Linked DNA regions of Sus scrofa: region 1 is linked to region 2. Evidence: chromatin contacts called from public Hi-C data. All regions are on one chromosome and are shown on one strand. The core of a region is the stretch at or near the end of the contact, and the rest is flanking DNA. Distances in the headings are between cores, read along the strand shown. Region 1 holds the start of SRGAP2 (SLIT-ROBO Rho GTPase-activating protein 2). Region 2 holds the start of ELK4 (ETS domain-containing protein Elk-4).

Evidence for each region. Hi-C and Micro-C count contacts between places; a contact is called where the count stands out from the background.
Region 1: a Hi-C map of liver shows a contact between it and region 2, with 3 times the contacts expected there. The contact joins the promoter of SRGAP2 here to the promoter of ELK4 in region 2. A contact is called at or near these places in 2 of 47 Hi-C or Micro-C datasets (liver and skeletal muscle).

The regions. Positions count from the first base shown.
Region 1 is chr9:66,836,807-66,839,506 of Sscrofa11.1, reverse strand. SRGAP2 (SLIT-ROBO Rho GTPase-activating protein 2) reads right to left here and starts at 1,440. Exons shown (of 23, transcript XR_002335789.1): 1 at 1,284-1,440. It overlaps FAM72A (protein FAM72A), which reads left to right. Exons shown (of 5, transcript XM_021063305.1): 1 at 1-434.
Region 2 is chr9:66,314,852-66,317,551 of Sscrofa11.1, reverse strand. ELK4 (ETS domain-containing protein Elk-4) reads left to right here and starts at 1,313. Exons shown (of 5, transcript XM_003357396.4): 1 at 1,313-1,684. It overlaps LOC106504941 (a long non-coding RNA gene), which reads right to left and starts at 2,211. Exons shown (of 4, transcript XR_001298900.2): 1 at 2,105-2,211.

The DNA.
Region 1 (2,700 bases), core at 191-2,690, 520 kb before region 2:
CTTCTCTTGGCAGCAAAATGTTGCAGGGGGGGGCGGGGGGGGTAGATCTGCAGGAAAAAGCCTGCTCGGCACGGGACACATCCAGGAAAACAATGTGGTCGGCAGAAGCAGGAAACTGGTTAGAGGCGAGGGTCGGAGTCGGGAAAACCGGGAAGGCGGGGGTGGGGGACGGGGGGACGGAAGGCAGCCGCCGCCTGTCCCAAGTCAGGGACAAGAGTGACTCTAAATGCCACCCCTAATTGGTCACCCAAGCCCAGAGATCTCAGATACCGCACCCAATCCCAGGCTGGGGGTTAGGGCAAGGCCAGTGAGGGCAGCAGTCCCGACTCCTCGCACCAGGAGGTGCCCTAGGAGATTCCGCTTCGACCCAGGCCCAGGAGGCGGGAGAGAAGAGGGCGGAGTGTAGTGCCGGGAGTCTCGCTACAAGACGCGCTGTAAGCGGCGACTCTCCCTCCTGGGCCGCCCGGTTCCCTTTCCGCGCCGGGAGTCTCCCACTTCCCCCGCCTGAAGAAAGGGCCGCACTGAGGGAGGAAGGGAGAGCAGAAGCGGCGTGGTGATTCAGGCCGGCAGGAAGAGAGGAGGGGGGTGAGAGGTGGGGTCCTAAGACTGCACGGGAGCCAGGGATAACTGGAGCTTCTGCACGCGCTTGATAGGCGGGGAGAGGGCAAAGGGAGGATAACCCTGGGGCTGGGGGGGAAGTTAGGAGACTATTGTGGGCCGCGATGCTACACGCAGCGCTAGGATGTTAACAACTTTGCGGTTCCAGATATGTCTGGGAACTGGAGCGCGTAAAGAGGAGCCATTCAGGTCCGGCTGGGGGCTCGGGCAGGGGAAGAGCCCCGGAAGCAGTGCGGAACACCCATCCTTCTAGGTCCAGGGCTGTAACTGGGCTGTCTGCCGGGGCTTGGAGACAGAGTAAGAGGGCAGCTGATGGCTGCAAGTGATGCCACCGACGGTTGCCAAAAGGTGGACCGAGGCTGCCCATGTGCAGGACTTGGGGAGGGGGCTGGGTGCGGACTGCGCGGCTGCATGTGAGCCAACGCAGAGTCCTAGGCAGTATGGTGATAGGCGGAGATGCAGTCCTGAGTAGTATTATGGGCTGCACTGGGAGACTGGGAGTAGGTCATGGGGGGAGGGGGTCTGAGATATTCCAAGCGACAATGTTAAAGCGTTGCCGAAAGCAGCATCCGCGCCCTCTCCTTCCCGCCCCTGCCCGGGTTTGTTCAGTCAGGGCTCCAGCTCCGCGGCCGGGAAGAAAAAGGGGAGAGGGAAGGAGCCTTTACCTGGCTCTGACGCGACGGGTCCCAGGCCCCCGGCTCCGCTTCCCACACAGAGTTCTCCTCCCCTCTTCCCCGCCACCCGCTTCTACGCAGATCGGTCCCCTAGTCCCCGGAGGAGCCTCCGCCAACTCCGCAGGACCCCGCCGGGAAGCAGAGCCCACCCCCTTGCCAATCACCACCCGTTTTCTATCGACCGATGGGGCTCTTAGCCAATAGAAATAGCTGATCCCGAGAGGCCTGGAATGAGGAGGAGGAGCTGGCGAAACTTGGGGGTGTGACTAGCACTACCGAGGCGTGGTCACAGAGTAAGCTCCTCCCAGGGTGGCCGAACCCCAAAGTAGAACTGATGGGCGGGATTAAAATGGAACCCACAGCCAAACACATACTCCTGAGAGAAGGCACGACCAATTGGACCGGGGTAGAGAGGAGGGGCGTTGCGGAGAGTTTTAGCCAATAGAGAGTAGAGACCGGCGGGAACCTTTAGAATGTCTTCCAGTAAAAAGCGCGAAGGGCGTGCCTTGCTTCTCTCACTGAGGCGGGAGTAGGTCTTGCCCCAACCTCCCAGGGCTGACCAATGGGATCGGGGGCGTGGCCAAGATCCGCCAACCAGAAAGCCGAGTGGATCAAGGCACCGTTACTGGGGCGTGGCGTACGGTTTCTTAGCCACTAAGATCTCGCCAGGGGCAGGCTCCCAAGCCTTCCAATGCGGGACGTGGGCAAACTCTAGTTCTCCCAATCGGTGCGCGACGCTGGCAATTCAAACTGACAGCCTGTTGGAAAGGCAGAGAGAGCGGAAGAGGGAGCAAAAAACGACCTGTTCGGTAGCAGAGACCTCAATCGGTGGCAGAGACCTCAACGCCGTCTGAGCCCCCAAAGCGACCTCTGTCCCGCCCCACCCATACCACCGCGCGCTCTGGAGCGGCCGTTCGGGAGAGACTTGAGGGGACTGCGGGGGGCACGAGGGAGAGCCGAGGGGAGAGAGACGCGAGAGGAACCGCGCGAGAGCCCGCACGCTAAGGGCTGGGGGCTGCGGGGAGAGAAGTGAAGCGGTGGGCCCGCGAACGAGCAGAACAGAGGAGGGTCGCGGGAGGCCTAAGAAGCACCCAGGATCCTTCCAGTGGGAAAGCTGAGGAGATTTCTGAATTCTGGGGAGAGGAGAAAGATTTCCAAAGAGGAGGCGTGGGTAGGAAAGCTTAGCCTGCGATCCCAGAGAGAGGAATTGGAGCTCTCCGTGGGAGGGGCTTAAGAGGGAAGGTTTAGATAAAACACGGGAGAAGCTGAGGGAATTGCCAAAGGGGCGGGAGTTAAAGGGTAAAGGATCCTTCTAGACTGGAGTAAGGGAATATTGCAGAAAAGTTCCCGAGGCAGCTTGCCTTTTGTCTCCTCTCCACTCCCTTGCCCGAAAGTTGAAGAGAAAGTC
Region 2 (2,700 bases), core at 64-2,563:
TCTATTGGGTGCATCTTAAAAAGTCTACCTTAAAAATTCTTATTTCTGGAGTTCCCTGGTGGTTCAGTGGGTTAAGGATCTGGTGTTGTCACTGCTGCAGCTCCGGCCACTGCTGTGGCTCAGGTTTGATCCCTGGCCCAGGAACTTCTGTAAGCCAAAGGCGTGCTCCCCCCCCCCCCAAATCATATTATTTCCTTTTGGTTTCTAAAATGGAAGTTGTTGCAAGGAAAAAACTTGTAGCAGGGGCCAAAACTGCTAGTGCTTTTCAGATATTTCGTGTTCCTTTTAAAACACATCTTAATGAAAATAAGTTTACGATCCTTGGGTAAAATTATTTTAGAAGGGTTAACATCTTCAGAGGGCCGTTGCTTTTCCACGAATAACTGTGTATCACAATTACTCTGTATTATGGTGGAGGAGGTTGGAAATGAAAGGAAGTGATGACTCTTTTCCAAAAGCCTTCAAAGGGATGATAGGATCCCATTTCACTCAGTGAGGTCAACTAATTTCACCACGAATTCAATTGTGGGAATGAGGAGGAGGCAAAATAAATGACGTCACTATTTATTGGGTGTCCACTATGTGCCAGGTAAAATAAAATCACATTTTCTCAGCAATGCCGCACGTTATTTCCGTTTTACATAAGGGGACTGAGGTTCAGAGAGGTTAAGCAATTCACTGCAGGACACACAGCTAGTACATGACCAGGAAAAACAGAGTCTAAGACTTTGGTCTGTCCTTGATTTCCTGTTAAATGGGATATGTAATCCATTTCTTGGAGGTTTTGTTTAGCTGTCTCCACCTTCTGTTGATAAATTCTTCAAGGAGTTTCTCTTATCAAGTGTGACCTGGTTTCTTAAGAATTGTACTTAATGAGAACCTATGCGCTGGACACTCTGAGAAGTCACCTATGTACTTTATCTCTTTTAATCATTAAACCCTAAGAGATTGGGTTCTCTCCATTTTACATATGATGAAACCGTTTGGAGTTAAAGAAAGTTGCTTAAGATTGCCAAGTTAGTGAGAAGTGGAGCTACGACTGAATGTCTCTTGACTCCAACGCCAGAACGAGCTTTCCCAGCGAAAGTTCGGGTCGCGCGCCTCGGCAAATACTTAGCAACTGTTTAGAAGACCGGCGGACAGTGCAAAGCAGGGAACCCCAGGCGGCGCCCTCGCAATGCCTATCCCCGCACCCCGGCCCCCCAAACCCGGAAAGGGGGCGGGGGCGGCTGGCAGCGCCCCTCTGCAGCCCGCCCCTCCCTTCCCGCCCCCGGAAGTGACGCGCGGCGGCTCCGGCGTCCGGGAGGGGCCCAGACGCTACTCGGGGGGGTTTGAGAGTGGCGGCGGCCGCGGAGCTACAGGCAAGCCCGGCAGCGGCGAGAACGCCCCAAGCGCGCGCCCGGCGAGTAGCGGCCTCGACGACCCACGCCGCCGCCGCGTGCGGGGGCGGGGAGGGCGGGGCGCGAGACGCCGCGGCGGGTGCGGCGGCGGCTACAGGAGATGCGGGAGGCTGCGGACACCCGGCGGGCTCTGCTCGGCCGCCGCCGCCTTCTCCGGCTCTGCCGCGAGAGTCGCAGCGGCTGCTGCGCCGTCTTCGAGTTCCCAGCGTGAGGAGGAGGCGGCGGGCGGAGAAGAGCATCGTGTTCGAGGCGGAGACTCGGAGGGAGCCACGCGCGCGGCCTCGGTGAGCGGCCAGCCTCGCGCGCCTCATTTACCCCGAGCCCCCGTCTGGGTCTCGCGGCCGCTGCCTCCAACCGCAGAGAGCGCGGGCGGGGGCGAGGGGCTCGCGACACAACAGGAAGCGAGCGGGCGGGGGCGGGAGCGGGGTTGAGGCGCGCGCTCCCCTGGGGACCCGCCCCCAGCCCGCCCTGCCCGCTCCAGTGGCCCCAGCCCAGAGGCGCGCAGGTGGACGCGGCAGCGCCCCGTTCTCTTCGCCCCTTATTTGGTCCCGCGAGGTCCTCTGGTTAAAAAGGTGGCAGTGGGTTGCTTTTTTTGTTTTTTTGTTTTTTTTCCTTGGGGCGGGGGGAGGGCAACAGGGGAGCGATTCTGACTTTCTGTAGTGACAGGAAGTTGGAAAGTGAAAGTACGGTAATTCAGTGCTTACCCAGGCACGGTGAGGTTGCGGCTCTTCCCCGGGACTTTGATCTCCTCGGGGGCACACGGTCATCCGCGTCTCTTCCTCTCCCCAAGCTCGCTGTTCATCCGGTGTCAAGTTTCATTTCTTTAACTGCTTCTCTCCAGCAAACCTCCTCCCCCTTTACTTTCCGATTAATATACAGCTGCCGCAAGGCTGGTGGCTTCTTCATTCTTCGGAACTGTCTTTTAAGAGCTGAATATTAACTGGCCTTGGCGGGAAAGAAGGGGCAGTCTTGATTGAAGTAGTCGAAAGATAGAGTTGGCTTTTTCCCAGGCTATCACTGTTTGAAGTTCGGGGCATTTAAGTAAAGACCCTGGAGTTTTATTCCGAATCAGAACGGTTCGCGCATCTCTTTGGTTGGTGGATCAGGTCCTCCCTCCCCCTTTGCCATCTCCCACTTACCGCCCCACTGCGTGGAAAACTTGGTGCTGCACTATTTAAGAGTGTCGGTAGTGTTTTAGTTACAACGTATTGTGGTTCTATCTTCCCTTCTCAGGAACTCTCTCTTGACTTTTATTTCAACATTAAAACTGCGTTAAGTGGAATCCATTTAGGGAACTACT